Regions from separate parts of the Mus musculus genome. Here all the other regions are linked to region 1. A link is a contact called in public HiChIP or PLAC-seq data. All regions are on one chromosome and are shown on one strand. Each heading gives the region's core, a stretch centred on a gene start, on an enhancer-like site or on the middle of the called end of the contact. The rest is flanking DNA. Distances are from core to core; before and after follow the strand shown.

The links. HiChIP or PLAC-seq counts read pairs in DNA pulled down with a chosen protein or histone mark.
Region 2: an H3K27ac HiChIP or PLAC-seq map of neural progenitor cells shows a contact between it and region 1, with 5 times the contacts expected there. The contact joins the enhancer-like site here to the promoter of Rfx4 in region 1. A contact is called at or near these places in 6 of 39 promoter capture datasets (the 3T3-L1 cell line, 3T3-L1-derived adipocytes, embryonic stem cells and 3 more), 12 of 484 Hi-C or Micro-C datasets (B cells, LSK cells, astrocytes and 5 more), 8 of 115 datasets of contacts at active chromatin or transcription factors (astrocytes, embryonic midbrain, embryonic stem cells and 3 more) and 1 of 9 other capture datasets (adipose tissue).
Region 3: a contact with region 1 is called in an H3K4me3 HiChIP or PLAC-seq map of neural progenitor cells, with 77 read pairs. The contact joins the enhancer-like site here to the promoter of Rfx4 in region 1. A contact is called at or near these places in 1 of 39 promoter capture datasets (macrophages), 8 of 484 Hi-C or Micro-C datasets (the N1E-115 cell line, neural progenitor cells, neural stem cells and 5 more), 11 of 115 datasets of contacts at active chromatin or transcription factors (differentiating embryonic stem cells, double positive thymocytes, embryonic brain and 6 more) and 2 of 9 other capture datasets (adipose tissue and pancreatic islet).

Annotation. Positions count from the first base shown.
Region 1 is chr10:84,753,716-84,757,746 of GRCm38.p6, reverse strand. Rfx4 (regulatory factor X, 4 (influences HLA class II expression)) reads right to left here and starts at 1,699. Exons shown (of 18, transcript NM_001024918.1): 1 at 1,234-1,699. The coding sequence starts at 1,276.
Region 2 is chr10:84,808,553-84,812,583 of GRCm38.p6, reverse strand. All of the region lies in intron 3 of Rfx4 (regulatory factor X, 4 (influences HLA class II expression)), which reads right to left. All of the region lies in intron 2 of Gm40728 (a long non-coding RNA gene), which reads left to right. Among named protein-coding and RNA genes, the nearest start is that of Gm40728, 53 kb to the left of the region's middle. Within about 2 kb of position 2,248, at least 22 of the 459 cell types and tissues checked have an H3K27ac peak or open chromatin away from gene starts, as enhancers often do. A contact at or near this core is called in astrocytes, cerebral cortex, liver and 2 more, where this site is marked.
Region 3 is chr10:84,708,871-84,712,901 of GRCm38.p6, reverse strand. The region is part of intron 23 of Polr3b (polymerase (RNA) III (DNA directed) polypeptide B); the gene reads right to left. Among named protein-coding and RNA genes, the nearest start is that of Rfx4, 45 kb to the left of the region's middle. Within about 2 kb of position 1,846, at least 49 of the 459 cell types and tissues checked have an H3K27ac peak or open chromatin away from gene starts, as enhancers often do. A contact at or near this core is called in adipose tissue, neural progenitor cells, neural stem cells and 4 more, where this site is marked.

The DNA of each region.
Region 1 (4,031 bases), core at 450-2,949:
TCCCAGTACAGAAGAACAAGGTCTGGGAAGATATCTAGATAGCTTAATCTTTTTACAACCTGCCCTAGGGGTGGGTGGAGTGGGGGCAGAGTTGACTGTGGTGTTATTTGCAAGTAAGTTAATGTGTGTCAGGGCACAGCTGAGGCCAGCAGGCACTTGTTGCTCAGCTGCAATGCCCTCACATTCTCTCAGGTTTCAGTCAAGCTGCTGCCTATGCCCAGGCTGTGGTCTTACCACCCCTCAAAATTCCAAAGCTGCGGCCCAGCAGGGATTGGAGTGGCCTGGTGGAGAGACTGAGCCTAACGGAGAGAGTAAAGTTTTTTTGAGAACCACTACATGGAAAGGACATAGAAAAAAATAACAGAATTTGAAGTGCGGCGGGTCCCCAAAGATGCTAGGCGTAGAAGTTGACCAACGGATCGCCTGGAGAAGATGCTGGGCATTTTCGTTGTAAGAGATTCCGTGTGTTCCCTTGTGAACCGTGGCGACCCTAGTGCCTGATGTCCACCACACAGCCCTCAAACTACAGGCCGGTTCACAAAACTCAGTGTCAGGCCTCTTCATATGTTCTGCATTCTGCTCCCCCCACCCCCCTTTTGCAAGGTTACAGCCTCACTGTGGAGAGGCTAGTGAGTCGCGTCTTCGCGGCCGGGAGACTACAGTCCTAGGGGCCCATCTCTCCTAGCCCAAAGCTACTAAAGCCCCAGGACCACCGGGTTCGCCGCCGCCACTCCCTCCCTGCAGCGAGATTCCAGAAGCAAGAGCCTCCAGTGCGCGGTGAGACGCGGTACGCCGTCGCCCTCCTCCGCCTTTGGAGCGTTCGGGGCCCTCACCCCAGATCCTAAGCATACCACTACCCTAGCCAAAGCCAGGGCCGCCGCCGGGTCCGGGCGGGGCGGCTTGCTCGCAAAGCTCTTGCAAGTAGCATAAACACCTCGAGCTCGCCGCGAGCCAGCGAGCATCTTTATGCAACTTTATGTCCAAGTGAAAGCGCGCGCCTCAGAGTGCGCGCACGCGCACACACGCATTTACACTCACACACACTTCCATGCATCCACTTACACACTTAGCGCTGGACCGAAAACTTCTGCACGCTCTCCTCCTCTCCTGGGATCCCACTGTCAGGTTGCCCCGCCTGAACTTTCTGCAACTCTTTCTGAAGTGACCCCCGCCCTGTCCCTTCTCCTTCCTCCCCCCTCCAATGACCCCCCTCCAAGTCCCACCAGGACTAACCTGTGGAATCCATGTCGGGTTCCTCCAGTAACCCACAATGCATGCTCTTCCCATGGACAGCACAGACGCCCCCCAAAAGTCCTGATATTTGGGGATCCCCTGTGCTAGAGATGCCCAGGGAGGAAGGGAGGGAAGAAATAAGGAAGGAAGGGATAGCGAGAGAGAGAGGGGGAGACGGTGGGTGAGAGGGCAAAAGGATAAAAGGGGAAAAGAAAGAACTAGTGGAAAGAAAAGAGGCGAAGAAGCGAGGGAAGGAAGGAAGCTAGAGCTGAAGGAGAGAGCGAGAGAGCGAGCGAGCGAGCGAGGGGACACTCAGTAATCCAGTCGGGCAAAGCCAAACCCGTCAAAATGTTTGCGGATGTTTCATGGGAAAAAACATCATTTTATAGGAGCCCCGATGGGAGCAATGTCATTGATAGGCCAGCGGGCCTGATGAATGGCCGCTCGTCAGATGGGGCCGTGGCGAGGCGCACTGTGAAGCCCATTGTGGGCCTGTTTTGAATAAGAAAAGCCGCCTCCGAAAAGGGGGGCTCAGAGCGACGCAATCCCAGCCCTCCGACTTCCCCCTTCTATTATAGCATTAGCAACGTTTTTCTTATTTAAAGTTCCAGAGGCCTTCTCCAGCCTTAGCCCGGCACTCATTATAGACGAAATCAAAATTGGCTTAGATCTGCCCCCCTCTTCAGTCCTCCCGCGCCCGGGCCCCGCGCGGTGCAGCCATGAAGGGGGGTGCAGAGGTACCCGAGCCCTAGGAGTCTCCTGTGCGTCCACGAGTGGGCCCGACTCCTTTTTTTCTCCCCTCGAGACACGTCCCGTTTTCGCCTTGAGTTAGATTTTGAGTAGGGGCCGGGGAGTAGTGCAGAGGGGGTATGTCTTGAGTTTCTTCCACGCAGATCCGCGGACGTGCGTGGGAGTAGAAGTTGAGGAAGGGGAAAGTGAAGCCTTAGGTTCCCATAACCAGTCTGAGGGACAAGAAGGCCGCTTGGCTGCGAGGGGGTGAGAGGCTGGCTTGCGTCAACCAGAACTTTTGTACCCCTTGTCTCTCGCCCCACGGGTCTCTCCAGGTCGGCGTGCCTCGCTGTCTCGCTCTCCGTTTCTCCCTTGGCAGCCAGTCTCTTTGTCTCTCCCTAGTTCTGCGTTCTCCCTGGGTCTCTGGGACCCTCACCCCCACCCCCACCCCCGCGCCTCTTCCCATAACCCTGTATGTCAGTCTGTCTGCGTCCGGGCCCCTCCCTCTTCCCATGTCCCCCGGCTCCCCCCTCTGCCACCCTCTCGGTCCCCCACAGCCAGCAACGGAGTTGGTGAGAAGCCCCGGCGTCAGAGCTGGGGATGAGGCTTTCCCAGGGACCCCTCCCCGGCGCAGTTGAAAGTGTGGGAGGGGGAGGGGGCCGGGGCCTGTGGACCGCAAGTGGAAAGTGGGGGTGGAGGGGGGGCTCCCGTGGCCCCGGGAAAGTGGCCGCTCGCGGGCCGGCCGCGCTGTGATTAGAATATGAATGGGCTCGGCGGGCGGAAGAGAAAGGCGGATTACCCCGCTGCTTTGACCATGGACAGAGGCAGCGCCAGCGGCGCAGGGGCGGATCGCCCGAGTCCCTCCCGCCGAGCCGGGTGCGCTTCTTGCCCGCGACCCCGGGCCTGCCCACCTCGGGCCTCCGGGTAGCCCCCCGAGCCGCGCCGAGTGGGACAATGGTGGGTGAGGGGCAAGGGACTAGCACGTGCCGAGTTAAGGTCACGAGATGCAGGGAAGGGGCAGCGCGGACGGGCAGAAGGGTTCGAATCCCGGCTCTGCAGATTCCTTCATCTTTTTTGGGCCTCAGCTTCCTTATCTGTGAAATGGGAGTAACGACGTTTCTCCCCCGTTGCTCTCCTCAGGCCCTACCGGGCCTCTGTGTGTTGCCCCTTCTTGCTCAAACTGCTGCTAAATTCCAACCCGGGTTATCTCTCTTATCTCTTATCTCTCTCACACAACTATCTATCTTGTGCCCAGAAGCCCTCGGCCACCAACCCCAGGCACACAGCTTTCCCTCTCTAGCAGTGGATGAAAAGCTTTAGCGGCCTAAGGGGATAAATACTACTATCTCCTCAACCCCGTGGGTTCCAAGTGAGAGATCAATGACTGCGTCTTTTTCTAGAAGCCTCACTGGCCCTGTGGACAAAATGCCAGGGTGCATGGTCAAAGGGGAGCTCTGCCAGGTGCATCCATTGACCTGTGGGGCAGAGGTGATCTGTAGAAGGCAGGTGAGAATTTTAGGCAGAAGGTGCTAGCATTGCACTCATTAGTAGTGTGTGTGTGTGTGTGTGTGTGTGTGTGTGTGCATGTGTGTGTGAGGAGGGTGGGTGATGGGCTGCCCTCACAAAGCAAGGGTGGCAGAAAAGGACCAGGAGAAAGGGGAGCAGTGAGTCAGCCCCTACCAGCTGGTGTTTGACAAATACAACTGAGGCTGCGCAGCAGGGCTTTCCTCATCCCTGCCCTGCTTAGCCTGAGAGCAGAGAGGTTCTCTGAGCTTATATTGGAGAGACACAGGAGGGAGAAGGCATGACGCTGATTGGTTTGTGTAGCGTGTTTGTCATATGATGGAGTGAACAAACATCAAAGACTGTCAAGAAGTGACACTGGAACTTAAAAATGGTGCCATCTTTCACTTCAGGTCAGATAGGAAGAAAGAAAGAAAGAAAGAAAGAAAGAAAGAAAGAAAGAAAGAAAGAAAGAAAGAAAGAAAGAAAGAGAGAAAGAAAGAAAAAAAGAAAGAAAGAAAGAAAGAAGGAAAGAAAGAGAGGAAGGAAGAAAGAAAAGCAAGAAA
Region 2 (4,031 bases), core at 999-3,498, 54 kb before region 1:
CAAGTAATGTGTAGCAAGAAAGTACTGGGGGCTGGAGAGATGGCTCAGGGGTTAAGAGCACTAGCTGCTCTTCTAGAGGACCCAGGTTCAGTACCCACATGATGTTTTACAACTGTCTGTAACTTCAGTTCCAGGGGACCTGACAACCTCACAAAAACATGGTGTAGACAAAGGACCAATGCACATAAAAATAATTGTAAATTATTTAAAACAAATTATAAGTTCTGGACCCTCATGTCCTGTAAGTGACATTAGATTTCCTCAGGCTTTTTTTCCCTCCCATAAGACACTTTGGGAGGCCTATGTGTCCTAATTCTGTGATAGGCATTGAAGACATAGAACAACTCTAAATAAAATTTGAAGTTTTCTTTAAAAAAAAATTATTCTAAACACCAGAATTTGGGCATATAAATGGAATTCTGCCTCCACTGACATCCACCTGCCGGAGGGTTAAACACTTCTGCCAACAATGCTGTGACACATGACAATGTGGAGCCTGGCATGCGTACAGCTCAATAAACTCACCAGCAGGAAACATTTCTCCTTTGATGACTGGATTTTAAGAAACAACTCAAAAAGAAAGAAAAAAAACTGGAATCAAATTTAGGGGACAAAGTGATGAATACCCATTTTACCAACCTTTGTTTTGTTTCCTTTTGGTTTATGTTTTTGGGTTTTTTTTTGTTTTGTTTTGTTTTTGTTTTTGTTTTTTGAGGTTTTTTTTTTTTTTTTTTTTGGTTTTGTTGTTGTTTCGGTTTCAGCTAAAATAAGGCATGAATCTTAAGCAACGGAGTAAATGTCCTCATGTAGCTTTAAACTCACTCTGAGGACCCTTGCCAGGGAAGTGGTCCAGTACTGTTGTAACTCCTGTAGAGTGAGGACGAGGCCTCCCAAGGTGACCACTTGCAGGGGGTGGCACTTGGTCAGCTCATTCCAACATGACTTTGAAGGAAAATCAGCTCAGTCATTTCATACCCAAGTCTCCTAAATGAATATGACCCCCGGACTCGGGCAAATGGCAAAGCCAAGTACTAAGGGGGTCCCAGGCATTCTGTCCCCTGCCCTTTCCTGGGACTGGGCATAGGGAGCGGATCCTGCTGGCTCTCATGCTCCAGTAAATACCTTACGCAATCCTTTCTAGGTGACCCAATACCCTGAGGCTAGGGGGAGCACCCAGTCACCTCAGAATCCCTAAAGTCCCACATAGTCCTTGGCACATGATAGGAGCCTGATATTTGATGGATGGATCATTTCAATCGTTTACTCATCCGATAGATAAACACTGACTTTATCGCTTGCTGGGCACTGAGGTCATGTCATTGCGAGCAAAATGGTCCTTGATGGATATCATGAACAGATTCATGGTAAACAGAGGGATAAAGATGAGATCTTTAATTCAACACTGAGGGCTACCCAGTGTTCTGAACACAAGAAAACAGATTAGTATGGCCCCTGTATAAGGATGATATGCAAATTCATGTAGTGTTCCACATTAAAAATAAATAAATAAATAAATAAATAAATAAAGGGACGATTGTGACCCAAATGAAGCTCTTCCATACCAGTAGTGCATGTTCTCCGTGTCACCAAGTGGAACCCTGTGTTCCGCTCAGGAAAACTAGCTCCATGGACGTATAGGTTTCTTGGGCCTGCCCTGCACTTTGGATCTGGGATGAATGAAAACCCGTCTTCAAATTTAGCCAAGATCCCTCACTGCCACTCACAGCATTGTTCCTCTGTAGAGGTGACATCAGCGGCCCAGCTGAGGCTCAAACTTTACAGGGACCATGTAAGTGAGGCAGCTGTCACCAACGGGGGTCCCACAGGCATGCTTTGTTTAGCCTGAGCAGCACTGGCTCAGCTTTTAAACCCCTGGACTTCACACAGAAGAAGCTGGATTCCTGGCTTCTTATGAAAAAGTCGAGGTCTGGCAACCCTGGACCCGTATTCCCTCATGACAGCAATTGGCCAGGGTGAGCAGTGCCTGGGGGTTGGCCCGAGTCCTCACCCCTCCCCATTTTTCTTACACCAAGACTATTTTCTGTTCCTTTCCTGGCTCCTGTGGGCACTTGTGTTGGCATAAGACATGACCTATGTCCTAGTTCACTTTGGAGTCTATTTGGGGAGAGTGACATACAAGAAACAATAATATTTAAATACTATAAACTCCTGACCGTAGAGGCTATTGAAGAGGGAAACAGATGGGTGTGTAGATGGGAGTGAATAGTTATGGTTTCACAGAGGACTTGGGACTGAAATTTTGTAACAGCAAACAACAGCTCACATTCATGGAACTTGTCCTAGGTGCCAGGCCCTGGGTATCCAGGCTTTTACTTCATTCTCATGAGAGTCACGTAAAAGCCAGGCGTGTCAACACATGCCTGCAATCCTAGCACTCAGAAGGGTGAAGTGGGAGGATCTGGGTTTGCAGTGAGCTTAGGCTATGTAGTGTATCCAGGGATAGCCTGAGCTACATAGTTGAGCACCCAGGTCAACAACAGCAAAGCCCAAATGAAGCACAGCAAAGTAAAGTAAAGCAAAGCAAAAACAAAACAAACACAACACACAAGATAGGCATTACACCCATCGTTCAGATTGCAAATTCAAGGCTCAAAAAGTAGAATTCGTTTGCTAATATGACCAGTAGTTAAGAGAGTTCTCACTAGAAACCCGGTCTGCCACCGAAGTTGGAGGAGGCTTTGGGCAAGAGGAACAGCAGAGAGCAATAGGTATGTCATACACTTTGAACCATGGAGACATCTGTCTGCATGGGAAGAGGGGCTTGTGGAAGAAGAAGGAAAAGGAGAGAATGGTGGAAATTGAGGGGAATCTTTAAATATGCAAAGGAGTGGCCTCACCAAGGTGCTACCTTAACGTGCCCTTTCCAGAAGATCAGTGAATAGCATTCAAATGATTGGGGGCTAAAAGGATGGCTCATTAGCTAAGAGCGTACACTGCTCTTCTTTCAGAGGATCTAAGCAAGCTCAGTTCTCAGCAACCTTGGCAGGTGGCTCATAACTTCTGTAAGTCCAGCTCCAGGCACTGACCGTCTCCTGACCTCTGCCTTCATTTATATACACATGGCATACATTCACACAGACGCATCGATACACGTAGTTTTTTTTTTTTTTTTTTTTTTTTTTTTAAACAGGAAGACTGAAAAAACCCAAAGACTCATGGATTAGCTCAGTTAGTGAAACATGAGAACCTTTACTTATAAAGCATGAGCTTAGATCCCAGCGCCCATGGTTCAAAATGAGCATGATAGTATGTGCATGTAGCCCAGTGCTGGGGATGCAAGGAGGGACTCTGGCTGGGCCACCAGCATAACAGATTGGTGAGTTCAAAGTTCAGTGAGAAACCACGCCTCAAAATAATAACATGCAGAGTGACTGAAGAAGGTGGGTCAGAATACTCCATGCTGACCTCTGGCCTTTGCGTGTGCGTGCACGCACGCACGCACACACACACAAGACTCAGAGGCAAGACCACTTGATTACTTCTAGAATGCTCTATAAGTCATAATAATAATGTTGATGACAAAGGTTAGGGACACCGAGGTAAAGCTTGATATGTTCTATTAGTCAATAACAAAGTATGAAAGAACACACACACACATACACACACACACACACACACACACACACACATACATACAGAAACAAGAAAACCTCCTGAGTTCCATTTTAGACTTGAGTGTTCCATTAAACAACTTCCCTAAAGGTTTGACTTTGTCGTTTCTAATAAGCAAATGTGAGGAGTTGGGCAGCCGGGACTTGTTGGAGAGGGAGGCGTCCCTTGTGCTAACTGTGGTAATGACGGTTCTGAGTTTGTTTTGGATAAATAATCATGGATGCAGTGGGGAAATATGCTTTTCAAGCCATTCGGAATCTGTATGTGGAGGACTTTTAAATGAGAAAGCCCTGCCCCCTTTAAAGTATAGGAGTGGTGGATAACCAAGGATAATGAACAATCTTGGATTAGTTGGTAGTTTTTAGATGAGTCAATGAACACACGAGACTAGTTTGGAA
Region 3 (4,031 bases), core at 597-3,096, 45 kb after region 1:
CTAGCAGGTGCACACACTGGCTGCAGGGGTGGCCACCTGCCAGGGCTTCCTTGGCTGAGCTTAACCTGCTCGGAGGAATTTTAATTCTTAGAGCTTACAGCACATTAGAAAAGTGATCTTTGATTGAACTTGTAAAGACCAACAAGAAAAGTAAGAGCCAATTCATTCTTAGAGCAAAAGGCCAGAATTAGACACGGAATTCTAAGAATGGAATGGGAGCAGAGGGCCTTCCAGCTCAGCACTCCACCCGCATTCTCTTAGGGTAGCAGACCTGAGCAGGCCGGAACAGTGTTCTAAGCTTGCAGAGATTTTGCTGCTACACAGCTGTTAATTCTTCTGATTTGTTTTTCCTGGGAAGATGAGTGGGACAGAATTTGTTACAATGTATCTAAGAGCTGGAAGGCTTGCACAGGACTGCTCAGAGGAAAGAGACTGATGCTCTTTCACTGTAGTGTAACAGCAGAAACAGCAATAAAAGAAAACGCCTCTCCCCTGGGTGTGAACGAACCCATTTCAGGACCTACTAAAAAAAACCCAAGTTTTTCATTCCTGTTTGTCTTCTATATAACTAAAGCCACTTTAAAAAAAATACTAAGTTGTTACTATTGCCGTGTTGGAGTTAAAACTTAAGATATGATAAGCAAGCATCCCCAGGACCCCCAAACGTCTTAAAATGGAACCTTTTTGATGTGCATATCATGAAGAGCTAAACAGAGGAAACAAGCCTGCCTGCTTCTTTACACTGTGCTAACACTCTGCTTTCTAGTGGCTGCCAACAAGACTGCAGCTAGGGCGTGTAGAGCTGGATTCCAGAGCAGACGTACAGTTTCTTTGATATTTATTTTGGTTGAAAAGGTTTTTTTTTTTTTAATCATACCATGGGTATTCATGCTTTCCTGTATAAATAACAGAAACTCACTTGCTACGCTGTAGCTCAAATCTAGCTGTGTGCCATTGTCTTGTGTGACGTGTCCCTTCCCTCTAAAGCCACATCTTATCCATACTGAAAGGATCTGACAGAGGCCGGAAGTCACTGAAGCCTACTTTGAAAGAGAGCAAATCAGAAATCTAGGTACCCTGAGGCCACTACTGTACAGCAAAGAACAACATGTTGGACTCGGCATCTCCACAAGGACGGGGTAGAGCCTGGGAAGGCTGGTGAGAGTCAGGGTTCCGATAGCCCTTAAACACAAAACCAAAGAGAAAAGGCAGCGCCTCTCAGGCAGGACCCACAGGGATGCTGGTGTCAGCCTGGGAGAGGCTGCGGTCCACCCTCCACACCACCAGGAGAAGGTGGGAACTGGTTCAGGCAGGCTGGGACTTAGGGATGGCAGGAAGACGGAAGACTTGGTAGCCTGGTTTTAGTTGACGTGTTTAATTGAGCTGATTTAACCTCACCAGGCTATTAAGATGACATACATGCTCATTCCTACAGTCAGAATCTAGTCATTTTCCTCTGGGCCCGATTACTCTTCACAGCACAGCTTCCTTTTGGGAAGTTTTTTTTTTTTTTTTTTTTTTTTTTGTTTTGTTTTGTTTTCTCTTCTGCCTTTTTCTGACATTTGCTGACAAAAACATACACAAGGAGCTTTTTTTTTTCCATTCCGTCTTATAATAGAATTGCTTTGGTTATATTTGAACCAGGGGCACCTGTAAGCCAAAAATTAAATCTTCGCTAACTTAAAATTACTTGAGCCTCTGAAACCCCTTTTATATGCCAAGATGGTTCCCATAGCAGACAGCCCTGTGTTGTTTGTTTTGTGAGAAAGCGAGTGATAAAAGACCCATGAAATCGACACAGAAAGCCAGAGCAGCAGAGAGAGGCGAGGACTCTCCATCACCACGGCTTCTCCCCTCTGCTGACTTGCTGAACAATGGGAGCTACACATCCAACTGCAGATCCAACACAGCTGTGCATTTCATTAAATGAAGAGCACTAGTGACACAAGTAAATAATTAACTTATTCTGCCCCACTGACTGTGCTTATGAGACCAGTCATAGCTGACAGAGTTTAATACAAGTTAACACAAAGGGGCCATAATGAGCTTAGAAGTTAAAACAAAATATTTAGACAGAATTTGATGATCTTGAATCTCAAATTAGACAGATGATTTTTAAAGTCTGCATTTTATTGAATCCATCAGGGGTAAAGAACGTTCCTGACCTTTGAAACCCACTTTTCCCCCATATATATTTTTTTTTCTTTTACATTTCTCTGGTTTAGAAATATGTAATCTTCACAACATTGGGAAGGTTTCTTCTCTTTTCTTGCAATGAAAAATTAAAACTGTGTTTCATCAAAGAGCAGAGGCATAAGGTCCATTCTGGCACTAAGAACTTTAGAAAGTTGTGGTGCCCTCCCTTGAATGCTGGCTTAAATGCAAATGCCACGCAGTGTGCTCCAGAGAGTTAACTCCCACCCTGCATCCCAGGAAAGCGGATGGGCTGCAAAGAAAGCATGGCTAATGGGAGCTGTTGGGAAATGATTACCGATTCATACCTTAAATGCTTACACAGCACTTCAGATTGTAAAATAAAATTTCATCCCCTGGCCGGTGCTGATGTCTCAACTCCATTGTTTATAGCACAGCCTCCTGGTAGCAAAATGCAAATACATTTTGCTCAGGAACTTTGATGTACTCACTGGAGGCAACTGGGAATTAGGCCACAGACTGTATCACAGGACTCTTAGCAAACACAAATTCATGAAGAAAAATAGAAGCCGGGAAAGTTAGGAGCAGACGATGCCCTGCCAAGAGAGTGTCACTCCATCAGCACTGACACTAATTCCAAGGGCAGAGAAGGAGAACTTATGGAGTCCAGGGAAACTCTCAGAGGACCCAGGTACTGCAGGTTCCACTACCAAGCTGCTGTCTTTATTTCTACGGCTTCAGAGAGCAACCCAAAAATCATGTAGGTACAGGTTGTCCAGAGAAAATACAGCTGGAATTATGAATCACTTCATTTTCTTAGAATGCACTTCTAATAACTAATATTATGGTAACTGACCTATTAGTTTTAATGGGTTAGATCTGTGTGCTGGAACACTTTAAATAGACAAGTTAACATATCAGAAAAAAAAAAATCAATGTGTTGTAGCTCATGCCAGTAATGCAAGTATTGGAGCAGCAGGAGAATTCTGAATTCAAAGCCAGCCTGGGCTGCTCAGCAAGACCCTGTCTCAAAAACAAACAAACAAACAAACCACTCCAAAAGAGAAAAAAAATTTACCATGCTAAAGCCTTATCAAGACAACTGCAGCCAGTCGTGGTAGCGCACGCCTTTAACCCTAGTACTTAGGAGGCAGAGGCAGGTGGATTTCTGAGTTTGAGGCCAGCCTGGTCTACAGAGTGAGTTCCAGGACAGCCAGGGCTACACAGAGAAACCCTGTCTCGAAAAACCAAAACCAAACCAGACCAACCAAACAACAAAAAAAAACAACTGCAGTGATCTATTTAATGCAAGAGCTATTTCTGAGGAGACACCCCCAGAAAGGGCTGACTAGTATGCAGTTTTCTATTGGTTGTCACACAGCACTCAGATGCACTGTGTGACAAACACTCTAAGGAGGTGAGGACACAACTCTAGGCAGGAGATGCAGCTGACATAGATCAATCCGAGCAAATGCTGGAAGCATAACTGCACTCCCTGCAGCTGAATGCCATGTAGGACACATCACAGGGAGGCTGCTAGAGCCTAACACATCACACTGACTACAGCCTAACCAACTCACTGGGGTTCGCGTAGGGAGATACTTTACCATCAGGAGGCCATGTACTCACACTGCTTGGGAGGACAGAGAAAGTCATCCTTTTTCCCACAGTTACAGCAGGAAGGGAGCCTTTTCCCTACAGTTGCACTGTAGGAAGGGAGCCTTTTCCCTACAGTTGCATGGCACCAGGAGTCTGGAGTCTGTGGTCTGGACTGTGAAGGAACAAACACGACTTGTGCCATGTTCATGAGGCTTATGAACATGACGAGATGGTATCTGTAGAGTTCATCTCTCCTTGGATCACACTCCAGTGGAGGG